Regions from separate parts of the Hordeum vulgare genome. Here region 1 is linked to region 2. The links are chromatin contacts, called in public Hi-C maps. All regions are on one chromosome and are shown on one strand. The core of a region is the stretch at or near the end of the contact, and the rest is flanking DNA. Distances in the headings are between cores, read along the strand shown. Region 1 has its middle 120 kb from the start of LOC123405206. Region 2 holds the start of LOC123402081 (4-coumarate--CoA ligase 3).

Evidence for each region. Hi-C and Micro-C count contacts between places; a contact is called where the count stands out from the background.
Region 1: a contact with region 2 is called in a Hi-C map of seedling, with 3 times the contacts expected there. The contact joins the enhancer-like site here to the promoter of LOC123402081 in region 2. A contact is called at or near these places in 3 of 6 Hi-C or Micro-C datasets (leaf and seedling) and 1 of 1 datasets of contacts at active chromatin or transcription factors (embryo).

What each region holds. Positions count from the first base shown.
Region 1 is chr6H:123,339,019-123,345,842 of MorexV3_pseudomolecules_assembly, reverse strand. No RefSeq gene overlaps it. Among protein-coding and RNA genes, the nearest start is that of LOC123405206, 120 kb to the left of the region's middle. Within about 2 kb of position 3,187, at least 3 of the 3 cell types and tissues checked have open chromatin away from gene starts, as enhancers often do. A contact at or near this core is called in leaf and seedling, where this site is marked.
Region 2 is chr6H:123,134,031-123,140,715 of MorexV3_pseudomolecules_assembly, reverse strand. LOC123402081 (4-coumarate--CoA ligase 3) reads left to right here and starts at 3,180. Exons shown (of 6, transcript XM_045095947.1): 1 at 3,180-4,018; 2 at 4,592-4,945; 3 at 5,058-5,256. The coding sequence starts at 3,347.

The DNA.
Region 1 (6,824 bases), core at 1,938-4,437, 210 kb before region 2:
CCCTCATATAGATTTTGTTTGAATTTGAGCTTAGAAACGGAATGAGAACTTCAAGGCCACCTCGTAGGTAGGAGATGTGCTTATCTCATATTCTCCGTGTCAACTTGTAGGTGAGCGTAGATCGATCAAACATCAACTACATATGTATATGTACTCTATTAGAAATATCTGATGATTCTGCCACCGGTTGACTTGGTATATATATTATTCAGCTCCCATGTGTTTACTTAGTTACATTAATAAGACAAATGGAGCTAAAGACAACGACTTCATGGATATATATATATATGTGTGTGTGTGTGTGTGTGTGTGTGTGTGTGTGTGTGTGTGTGTGTGTGTGCTTGAGTGGCAATGACTTCATACAACTGGGTTCTAACACTTATCCTTTAACCATCATTTTCAGATGAGCATTATTGCACCCATTTATTCTTTCGACTCGACTAGTTTAACCTTATTTAGATCAAGCATTTATGTTTATTCCATTCCACATCCTAGTCATATTACGACGGCTGACCAAGGAACTGAAATAACATCAATGCGGAGAGAGAAATAGAAAGGCTATTTCAAGTGATGTATAAACACTTAGATGAGTTGCATCATTTATAATATAAAAAATCAAAAATATGTAAAAGAAAATAAGATGAGCTACATCTGCATGGTTCGCCTCCCATGGAATACTGAAGCTTTGAAACCTTAGAGTAGGGCCACCAAAACCTCCACCTCCATGGCCGCGAGAATATATAAAGGAGAATTTAGGTCAATTGTGTGGTTTTACCACGAAATCTCATAGCTACCTATAGGAAGAATGGCTTGTTACAACACCTACAAACGTAAGTTTAAAATGAAAAAACCATACGCGGCACACAAGTCAACATACTCCCAGCGCACACCTATCTAAACTCAACTCTACCCAAGCACACAACATGGATCAACTCTCTACTGCGAGGATTCTTCTGCAAGAAACTTAGAGAGTTTCTCCCTCCATGCTTTTGTTCTCTGGATGTAGCCTCTCCCAATCTCCCATGAGCCCTGCCATCACCTCAGCCCTGTTATGGCATTTTCTCAGTGTGGCTCAATCTCTAGCGGAGCCGACATTTTTAGAACAATCAACTCTAGAAAGATCATCACCCTACCGGTTTGGAGATCACCATTTTTTTTATCCAATCTAGCATACATGTCAAGATCCCGCCCACACTTGCTTCACATCTATCCAAGTACACCAGTTAAACACTAAGGCATTTCTACAATTCTGTAGCTCACAAGGGACCATAGAAGATGCAACATTCAAGTGCATTTTTTCCTTATTACATAGTGAGCATTTAACTTCTCCTCGGGAGGAAAGGTGGCGCGTTAACGAAATAGGATTTCCCCCCCGCTTTATATTATAAAGCCTCTACCAGAGCATACAAGTAACAAGAAGGTTCAACGCACGCACACACACACACAAAACATGAAGTCTCGCTGGGGGAGTAGCAGAATAATCCCCCAAAAAGGAGGTCCATGAATAGCTACGCTAATCCACTCCGGAGGCGGAGGAGGGAGTGGTGGCACGGTCATGCGGGTGGCGACGGACCGATGCACAGCGACAGCTCTACCGATGGAGTCCAGGCCATGGTACCGGCTAAGCGACCACCATAGTTGTAGAAAACCACATAATTTGAATACAGCATCACTCGCACGAAGAGGAATCACATGTTCTATCACAAGTTTATTATGGATATTCCATAGTGTCCACAAGAGGGCACCGTTGATAACCCAGAGGGTCAGTCGCATATTGGAATTGTAGGTACCAAGCACCTCACTAGACATATCTAGGAAGTTGTCGTGGCACCAACCGCCGCCAACAACCTCCCGAAAACAGCTCCAAAGAAACCTTGCAGTCGGACATATGAAGGAAAGGTGGCGCGGTTCAGATAACATCCCATATAGATGCAAATTTGTGTATGGAGACTATCTCTCGAGCACAGATTAAGTTTCATCGTCAATGGAAAAAACCAAAAACCACGAGATCACCCATTGCATTTTGGGGCTCATACCAGTTGAGCCTTTTTGTTATGCCTTTCTCAATGGTTTGGAGAAAAGCAGCAACCGACGGGACTTCATTAATCATCCCTTCCTTTTAGAGATTATGTAAATTCTTTTTTCCTTCAATAAGAGCAGAGCGTGACGTCAAGTATATAGATTCCATATCCAAAGAAAAATCAGGGTAAACATTTTCGGTAGAGGTTCATGTGAAGGGATGAACATGTCAGAACGTATACACACGCGTTCACATGTGGCGATCCGGAATATCACAGACGAGGAAAATGATCTTTCAGCTAATGAGCAACTGGTTGAAGCGATTAAGGGTTTGTTTACTTTGTTTCAGGAGCTTAGTGTTGCTTGGGTGCCACCTGCCACGATCGGCGAATGAAGTTGCACACATCCCAGCTAGGGAAAGTTGTTGTAACTTTTTATGTAAAACTTGGCTTTTGTGGCTGGAGAGTGTGTTAGCTCGGAGTTAATTTCAAAAGGGGCTATGAACTTTGAATAAACAGGCAACTATTCCCTAAAAAAAGAACGTACACACGCGTTCCCCGCCATCATTAATAAAAGCACATGAGCAAGTCAAAATGTCAGTATTCCCTAAGCCAGCTATGCCTATGATTAAGAGCTTCTACGTGCAACTGGAACAGACGTGCCAGGCAATTAGTAGCGGGAGCGAGGCATGCATGTTCCCAGTTCCAGGCTAGCTCGACGTGCCATTTTTTTTAGTGTGTGCACACGAGACAGCCACGAAAGGCTAGCGAACATGTCTTATTAATCCATCCTAGGTGACAAGCCTTGGAGTATATCACTCTTACCTGACGGTCACACGAATCTGTATTTCGCCGATACCGATCATGGCGGCATAGACGCCCTCTCCGAGAAAAGAAAAAAGAAAGGGTAGCATAGACACATAGTCCGCCGCTCTGTGCAGTGTAGTGAGCCATGCTGGATAACAGGACTCGTCGTGCGTGTGCACCTTTCCCTTGTGTCGCATGGCACGCCACCGTACGCTGCACTCACTTTGGACCACTGCCAACAAGATTCAATTGCGCTGCGCACCGCCGCCACTCTACGCTGCCCTGCCCACTAACCCAAACCCACCCGCGGCCACTCCACGCGAGCCAGCGCTCGATATTTCCCCGACCTGCCTGCATGCCGGAGCGGCCGACCCACTCGCGCATCCAACGGGGAGCCCTGGGACTGGGAGGATAGGACGCGACGGCCCCGTGGCGTCAGCGTGACGTCGTTCCCTCCACCATCGCTAGGCAGTCAGTCGGCACCACTCGTTTTTTTTTTAGAACTTCACCAGCACCACCACTCGTTTGTGTTGGACCGGCTGGTGGTAGGTGGAATCGATGGGCCGTGCGTTCTGTCCGCCCGGCCCGACCCAAACCTTGACGAGGTAGACGGGTACTAGTGGCATGCGAGTAATACTGTTAACATGGTTTGACTAGTACATGTTTTTTTTTTTTTGGTAGAGGTTTCTTCTATTATTGTGGGACGACAGTGTATATTGGCGACGCGCATCATGCGACGTAGTGGCATGCGGAAATATTCGCCGCTATGCGCCGCCACCTACGGTCAATCACTCGCTGCTCTGGATTAACTTTAGTAACTAGACAATTCCTCGCCCGTTACCCGGGAATTACTGGCAATATTTTTCAGATAACCCTTGTTTATGAGGAACATGATTGTTACAATTAACAATATGAGCATGAACAAATATACGAGATTTATTATAGTTGATTTGTTTATTGTTGTAAAATGTTTTGGAACGAAGGAGCATAATGTGAGTTTGAATTTTTTTGGAGTTGTCCAAGCTATAGTGTCTTCTTCATTGGGAAAATAATGGACATGAGTAGTGAAGATGACTCTCTTCCCGTGCGTTGTTGCGGTAATTTTGTTAAAAAATGCGTAAGTAATTATAAATCTAATGAAAAAGTATAAAATTAAAAATTAGTAGAAGAAAGTGTCTAAAATAGAATAAACTTTTTGAACTAGATTTAAAAATATTATTTCGAACACAGATGAGAAGGATGACTAATATGAATATATGGTGTGACAACGCTACAAGCATAGACTAATGAAAATATAATTGTAATTTATATGTTAAATGGATGGCTTGCTTACGTGGCAGATTTTGCATGGCTTAGTGAAAGGAAAGAGTTAAATGCATTGCTTAGTGGGACGTTGGGTGGACACTTTGCATGTTTAGAGTGCTTATGTGGCAGATTTTTATTGGCTTAGTGGGAGAGAAGATTTAAATGCAATGCCTAATGGGATGTTAAGGTGGACACTTTGTATGTTAAAAGAATTCGGACCAACTTCTTAAGAATGTAAGATGTGTTAGTAGATCACAATACTGGTGGTAATCTGCCGATTCGAATTGTAAAGATGCGATTGTTAAGCACATTGATTGGTGGTCCCTTTCTGCTTATGACTCTATAAAATAATTCTTGAGGAATTCCAACGGAGAAAAATAAGAATCAAGTTTATTATATGAAAAATAGAAGAATCAGGTTGTCAAACTGCAGAATTTGAAAGAAAATACATTTTCCCTGAAATTCACGGACACGTAAGTACATGCACACACCAGCCAAGTCCTACCATCTGCTCAATTTGCTACTCGATTTGTGAAATAATTGAATCCCACACAAGGGCATAGTAAAAAGGAAAATCCCTCAAAAAAAAATTAAAGTTTCAACAATGAAACTTAACATATTTTTTCTAAAAGTCATCAAAATATATTTAAAATAGATATTATGTGAAAGCGCTGGTCACGAAAAACAGAATATTAAAACAAAACTTAATTTGTAATTTTCGTTTAAAAGATATAGAACTTTGAAAATCGAAAGCCAAAATAAAAAGGCGGCACCAGGGACCGAGTGCTCGCGCACTTGCGTGCCGCAAATCCTCGTCCTATATTTTTCTCATAGGTCATAGTTTTACGTTCCTAGCCAAAGTTTTCTTATTTCTAAAACAGGGCAAAATACTTGACATTTTTATTAACTAAGAAGAAAAGACTTATCAAGCGACAACCATCACAAACCACTGATCTCGCACATACAAGAAATCGAAGAAACGACAAAAACGTTGCACATTGGCGTAATCCTCATCAGTTCTCCCAAGCAAGCAACTTCGACATCACCGTAAGACATACTTTTTGCATCATAATTTCATAAGATAAAATGTTCATCTATTATGCGTGTTCATATTTGCCATCATTTATCTCTCATATACAAATTTGCATTGGATAGAGACTGAAATCCCTGAAAATTGAGAAGATCATGCAAAAAAAATCAATTTTAGAGTCAATAAAAATCCAACAAATATATGTGAAGGAAAATGAGTTGGGAGCTAGAGGGACACCCCAAGGGAAAGGGTCAAGGGCTGACATGGCCCCCTCCTTAGCTCACGTAGGGCACACCTTGTGCTTCTCCGTGTTTCTCGATGACGGGCACATCTTCGTATTCGAGAACACCATATCCATCTCGAACATCACCCCTTTCCATCGATATAGGCATCTAGGTGCTATTGGTGTAGAACTGTTACTGTGATCACTTTTTTTATGCTGGTAAATGTTTAGTAGTTGATGCTTTGTGTTTATTAGGTGAAGATTTATACTTCTTGATTGCAATCCATATTCATATGCCAGTGATCATGCTTATGATGATGAATGGTGACTAGTTCTGTAATGTTCTTGAGGACATCAGAGAAGCTTATTGTTAAGGGTCGTATGATTTTTTCCATAAAGATTGATGTGTTGGTTATATGTTATGGTGTAATTTTTGTTAACTTGTTTCAACTGCAGACTTTTTGTGCATTCAATATGCATCATTCCAAGCCACATCCTCAAATTTCAACAGTTTCTAACTTCAGTTGCTATTTTTCATGCATTTAATGATATTTTTAGGTAAATGACCCTGAAATTAAAAAGAGAACAAATGAACTCTAAAAAGGTTAAAACTTGGCATGGTATCATACATCACAATGCTTTAAAAATCTTGCTCACATCATATTTAAACAGGAACATAAATAAAGATACTCGTCCGAGCTAGATATCCCCAAGCAATACATAATAATAGCTAGAAATAGAAGTGTTTGTCGTCGCGAACACTATTCGTCTGAATCGGAATATCCCCAAATTGGTGGTGGTGGTGGTGATGCTTGATGTACGAGGTGACGCTGGCCATTATTCATGATCCGAATCCTGTGGTACAACTCGTATGCAATGTACGCATCTTTTGCTGCATACTCAATGTTGATACCGTCAAGTGAGGTTGTCTCCCAGTCTTTGTGCTGATCCGAAGGGAATTTGGTCTTCATATCAGTGAACTCCTCGTCGATCAGGGTGACTGCCATATGAGCTATCGAAGTGCTCGTTTGTTGAAGCATGAATATGTCTTGGATATCAATGTGGCAGTCAGCTGGTATCTCAATACCGAAGTTGTGCCTCATCTTGAGCTTGTCATTCCTTATATCAACGCTAGCAAAACATATGCCGCTGCGAAGGAAGTCCATGAGTACTGGACAATGCTTGTCACTACTGCAACAACAACAAATTAAAATGGAACAAATGTTACATACTACTGCAAAACAAGTATATTTCTGCAGAAGTATAATAATTAAGAATCATAACAAGTATATTTTGGCACAGATATAATATGCAACTATAAAGGAAAATTTGTTCACTGCAACAAAAGAGGAATAAAAGAAGCCCTAGATTTTGCTATCCTATGCAATTTTCATATATGAATCAAAATAATAAATATATGCAACAAGGAAAATTCTTTCAC
Region 2 (6,685 bases), core at 1,931-4,430:
GATGCCGCCTCGCCCCTAGCCGGCAGGCGCTTCCTATCCGGCCAAGAGGAGTTTGCCGTTTGGAGGAAGCTGATGGCTCCCTTTATAGTTGGATGCAAAGGATTAGTCTCGACGATCCTACCCCGGGGTTATCCCCCCGTCATCTCATGTAAGGATTCTTTCAGAATCATAATGGCATTGGTTACACATTTTGATTTAGAGTTACATAAAATGGATGTAAAGACGATATTTGTAAACAGGGATTTGGAAGAAAATGTTTACATGAGACAACCAAAGGGTTTTTATCATGGAAGGCAAGGAAGATATGGGATGCTGCAAGAAGAAATCCATTTATGGACTAAGGCAAGCCTCTAGACACTGGTATATAAAGTTTAATGATACAACTAAAATATTTGGATTTAAAGAGAATGTTGAGGATAAGTGTGTTTATGCAAAGTTCAAAAATGTGAAATACATTTTCCTAATCTTGTATATGGATGATACATTGCTCGCTAGCAATGGTGTTAGTCTGCTACAAGAAACAAAGATGTTTTTCTCCTCAAATTTTGATATGAAAGACATTGGTGAAACATCATATGTTTTGGGCATTGAAATTCACCGAGATAGGAAAAATGGAGTTTTAGGACTATAGCAGAAAGCATATTTAGAAAAGGTTTTCAAAAAGTATAATATGCATGCGAGTAAGGCCACACCTGCTCCTATAGTCAAGGGTGAAAGTTTTGGGAAATTCTACTGTCCCAAGAACCAGTACGAGCTCGATCAAATGAAAACAGTGCCATATACTTCGGCCTTTGGAAGTTTACACTATGCACAAGTGTGCACTCACCCTGACTTAGCTTTTATCACTGAGGTACTCGGTAGATATCAAAAGAATCTATACATAGAGCACTGGAAGATGGTAAAGAAAGCATTGCGTTATGCGCAAGGCTCAAAGGACCTCATGCTAACATACAGAAGATTTGGTTCCCTAGAGATAAAAGGGTATTTAGACGCAGATTTATGAGAGACAGAAATGATAGAAAATCCACGCCAGGATATGTGTTCACTCTCGCTGGAGGGGCTATTTCGTGGAAAAGCTCCAAACAATCCATAATTGCATCGTCCACGATGCAAGCAGAGTTTATAGCATGTTTTGAGGCCACCAGACAGGTTATATGGTTAAAGAAATTCACACCCGACTTGAAAGTGGTAGATTGTATTGAAAAACCACTAAAGATGTACTGTGACAACCAGCCCGCGGTATTCTGTGCTAACAACAACAAGTCGAGTAATGCTACCAAAACAATAGATATAAAGTATTATGTAGTGAAAGATAAAATCCAGGATCACACTATAAGTCTCGAGCATATAAGGACAAAGGATATGCTTGCGGATCCGCTAACGAAAGGCTTATCACCCATTGTGTTCAAGGAACACTTAGCCGACATGGATTTAAGGGAAAGCATATGATTCCTGGATCATGAGAGGCCCAAAAGGAACATAATTTGTTTCAAAACAGAGAGGTGTGTTGTACCTGCCTGATTTATCGGCAATTGAGCTATGACGATGAAACATGCTCTATGTACTAATCAGTGATGAAACTAGTAAAGTATAAAGTTAAAAGTTAAAAGGAAAGTTGAGATCAAGGGGGAGAATGTTAGGTTGATATCCTCTCGTTTGAGCCCAACGGGTCGAACGAGCCCTTGCCTCGGGCCCTGATCGGGGGCGCTCAACCCTCCTATGGTTGACGGGCCCCTGTCATGCTGGGCCATATAAAGAGGTGGGGATCGGGACACGCACTACGAGGTTCGCCGCGCAGCCACCAACCCCACCAACACAACCTATCAACCTAGGTTAGCCCTGAAGTGACGGGAAGCACCGCCGCCACTACTTCGCCCACTCTCTGCTATCGCCACCGTCGCCATCCCCCATGGCATCAGGCTCGGGATCCTCGAACCAAGAAGAAGGTAAAAGTCACCGTTTATCTCTAACCCTACCCGATCCAAAGTCTATCACATCTGTCTTATAGTTGGGATGGATTTGAAAACTAATCTGTTCAAGTAAGGATGGCGTGGGGACGACAACATCTTTGTGGCGAACATGTGTCCCCAGACTCCGTCATTGTGGCGATGTTTGCTCCAGCATCAACGCAGAGCTTGGAAGGTAGCCCATGAGCGAATGCAGATTGTGGTCTGCGTCTATGACATGTGAAAGACGAAACATGTGCTGCGTTCGTGGTTCGTGATGGCAGATATGGTTTCCTCTTTCGACTGTTTAGTCGTGATGTGATACAAAATCTGGAGTTCGATGACATGTGCGGGTGTTGCCTCGGTCTGATTCGTTCAACGGCAAGGACTTCATTTTTGATGAACTGCCTTGAAGATTCGCAAAGCGGCATATCGATGATGTAGCCGCATCGAACTCGGACGAGGAGGTGATCTGTCTTTCTTTTCTTCGATGACTGCTGTGGTGTTGTCGGAGACAAGTGAGAGGCGTTGGCATCAAGCTCAAAGACGTCTCGCTACATTTTCAGTTTTGTCATGCCGGTCTTTACGCGACTTGTATTTCAAATTTATGATATAAATGAACGCATATTATAATTAAAAAAAAGGGTTGCTCTTTTTGAATTTTGAAAAGGCCCCTCTGCTTGCACAAATATAGCCCCCCTCCCCATCCAAAGTCCAAGTGAAAACGAGCGACCAGAAACCGCCAGTAGTAGGCGAGACATGCCCGTCCAACGGAACCATCGCCCGAACCCGAATCCACCAAATCCAGCAGACTTCAACCCCAAAAGACCAGCAAGGTTCAACACGAAAAAGTCGGACCAACCATCCCCCGGTGTTTTCCGTGTCCTACCACTTCCCACACAAGAGACGACACCGCCGTGTCGACATCCAGCCGTGACACATCTCCCGGCTTGCGAAGCAAATGGCCACTCGTCTCAGTCGTCACCAACCCCAATGGCGCACGAGAGGCCGACCAATGCGTGGAGCAGCATTCCGGAGGAAGAAGGGCAGTCGCTGATACTGATAATGGGTGGGGTAGGTAAACGATGGCACAGTCAACGAACCCCCGGCCGCTCTCACCAACCCTTGCCCAGCTCGCTGCCATCCCGGCCCCACGCGTCATCCTCCACTGACCCCACCCACCAACTCCCCAACTCACACCCCGTATATTACACCCGCCATCTTCCCTTCCTCCGTCCTTCTTCAGGAATCAGGAGAGCAGAGATCGATCAAGCGAGCCCGCGCACGCACAAAGCAGCCGTCTCCTCCTCTTCCTCCTACACACGCCCACTAATCTAACCATCTTCCTAGGATTAGTCTTTTGCTCGTCGGTCGATCTTAGCACGACGACGATCGCTGACATGGGGTCCGTGCCGGAGGAGACGGTGGTGGCGGCGGCGCCGGCGGCGGCTGAGGAGGTGGTGTTCCGGTCGAGGCTGCCGGACATCGAGATCCCCAACGAGCAGACGCTGCAGAGCTACTGCTTCGCCAAGATGGCGGAGGTGGGGTCCCGGCCCTGCATCATCGACGGCCAGACGGGCGCCTCCTACACGTACGCGGAGGTGGAGTCCCTGTCCCGGCGCGCCGCCGCGGGGCTCCGGCGGATGGGCGTCGGCAAGGGCGACGTGGTCATGAACCTGCTCCGCAACTGCCCCGAGTTCGCCTTCTCCTTCCTCGGCGCGGCCCGCCTCGGCGCCGCCACCACCACCGCCAACCCCTTCTACACCCCGCACGAGATCCACCGGCAGGCGGACGCGGCCGGCGCCATGCTCATCGTCACCGAGGCCTGCGCCGTCGACAAGGTGCTGGAGTACGCGGCCGCCAAGGGCCTGCCCGTGGTCACCGTGGACGGGAAGCGCGACGGGTGCGTCGAGTTCGCCGAGCTGATCGCCGGCGAGGAGCTGCCGCAGGCCGAGGAGGCCGGGATCCACCCCGACGACGTCGTCGCGCTGCCATACTCCTCCGGCACCACCGGGCTGCCCAAGGGCGTCATGCTCACGCACCGCAGCCTCATCACCAGCGTCGCACAGCAGGTACCGCCAGCGTCTCTCACTCACGCGCCGTTCATGGATTCTCCATTTTCCTCTGCTCCCACCTCTGTTTCCGCTTCCGTTTCCGCTTCGATCATTTACCACGTTTGGGTCAACGGAGCTCAGCGTGGGACAATTCCGTTCCTGTCGGCGCCGAGCCAGCCTCCGTAGCTGCTGAGCTGCTCCTCACTCGCAATCGCAACAGAGCACGACAGGTGGGCCCACGGTGTACGCGTAATGCCCGGACCCACCGGTCAGTGCCTATTAGAATATTATTTTCCACCGCGTGGTCAGAGCTCTGGGTGCCAATCAAGTCGGCAGGCTGGCTCATAAATCCGTGCGTTTATTTTCCATCTATTCTTGGCATCTCGTATATACTCCTACTACAGTAGTAGAATCCTTCCACTGGTATACGGTTCCCTGCACGCGGGGCCCGCGGTGAGTGCGTCCCAGACGCCAAGATTCGTGCTGACCAACACGATGCGCTTGGCGCCAAAGTCAGAGGTTTCGAATTACACCCACTGCTGACGACCTACGAGTAGATGTGTTCTGATGAAAAATGGTGATGGTTTTCAGGTGGACGGAGAGAACCCGAACCTGTACTTCAGGAAGGAGGACGTGCTGCTGTGCCTGCTGCCGCTGTTCCACATCTACTCGCTCAACTCGGTGCTGCTGGCGGGGCTGCGCGCCGGGTCGGCGATGGTGATCATGCGCAAGTTCGACATCGGCGCGCTGGTGGAGCTGGTGCGCGCGCACGGCATCACGGTGGCGCCCTTCGTGCCGCCCATCGTGGTGGAGATCGCCAAGAGCCCCCAGGTCACCGCCGGCGACCTCGCGTCCATCCGCATGGTCATGTCCGGCGCCGCGCCCATGGGCAAGGAGCTGCAGGACGCCTTCATGGCCAAGATCCCCAACGCCGTGCTCGGGCAGGTCCGTCCGCCGCCGCGTCCGCTTAGTGAATAGTGATCAGGTTGCCTCGATCTGGCCGTCGATCAACGAGTGCCGCCGGCTGACACGAGCGTTTGGTTTGGTTTCCGATCAGGGGTACGGGATGACGGAGGCCGGGCCGGTGCTGGCCATGTGCCTGGCGTTCGCCAAGGAGCCGTTCAAGGTCAAGTCCGGGTCGTGCGGCACGGTGGTGCGCAACGCCGGGCTCAAGATCGTCGACCCCGACACCGGCGCCTCCCTCGGCCGGAACCAGCCCGGCGAGATCTGCATCCGCGGGGAGCAGATCATGAAAGGTACCACCAATACTCTCTGTCTACTCTGTCTGTCCGTCTGTCTCGACTTGCATGGCTTGGTGGTGTCAACCACCCCACACTTGGCGGGTGGGCGTGCGTTCGGGTTGGCATGCCCGCCTTTCGCTTTGCGTGTTAATTTGGCGCGTTGGCGGCAGCTACCGGCGATGTCGACAAGCTTGCTGCTCCCAGCGCATAGGTTGCAACTACTGATCTGGTCGTGGTTGGTCCGTGCCGGCCGTCCGATCGGTTGGGCGGAGCGACCGCCACGAAAGCCTTTTGTTTTTCCAACTCGGACGAGGACTTGGATGAGCAACCCAAGACCGCGTTTCCTGATTTTTCTCCTGAGAGCCGAAACAGCTGACCTGGTAGCTCTTAGAAGAAGAAAAATATACGCTGGCCCGTTCAACGTGAACTGTCCTCATCAAGTCATCAGTCATCACAACTTCAAACTCTTTCGTCATCACACGAAAAAACGACGAGAAAAAAAGAAGTTGATCTGATCTGCCCTCCTACTAGTTGGGGGAGGGGCACTTTAAGGCTTTGTTCGGTTGCAACGAATTTGAAGGGGATTGGAGTGGATTGGGGAGGATTAAATCTTCTGTAAGTTAAAATCCACCTTAATCCTCTCCAATCCTCTTTAATTCCCTTGTGGTGGGGATTAACCGAACAAGCCCTAAGGTGGTGGTGAGCGGATGCTTCGTGGAAAGAAGTTTCCTGGTCCAGCTCCAAGGTCTATTCTGAACTTCCAATGATTGTTTGGGCGAGGATTTCCCTCCCGTCGATTCCACTCCACGTTCTTGGGTTAGCAGCCGCAGGCGCGTGGTTGTTGGCACGACACGCTCAACTGCATCCTTAGCAGACTAGCAGTAGTATATTGTTGGTTTTCGGCCAATGAATGAATAAACAGCCACGCACGTTGCTAACAACCTGCAGATCATACATTCCCCCACACAGCTCACGGTCACCGTCACACACCCCACGATCAATTCCAGAATCCAAGTTGCACATTAACAAAGATGAAACCCTAATACCAAAACAAAAATAAGGATGCAACGTAACGTACCCCACACATGGACAAGCTGGTGCTACCAGGCAAAGCCAAAATTTGGTGGAGGAACAAGAGGAAGGATGCTGTAGGTGCCGGCGGGATATGAGCATACCAATGGCCGGCAGCTGTGGACTAGGACAGGGACACGGACGGCTGAGACTGCACATGCATCTTGGAAGAACCCAATCACTAATATTAATTTATCTATCTAGTTGACGAAAAAGAATACATAGTACTACTGGTATCCCTCTTTTCCATACTACTACAGTGCTCAACTCAGAATAAAATACACTGCCATGACCATGACATTGGCATAGAAATGAAGTATCTTGAGATGTTGCCAGTCTACTAGGATTTTGTTAGGTCTGCGCAGCTTGACGA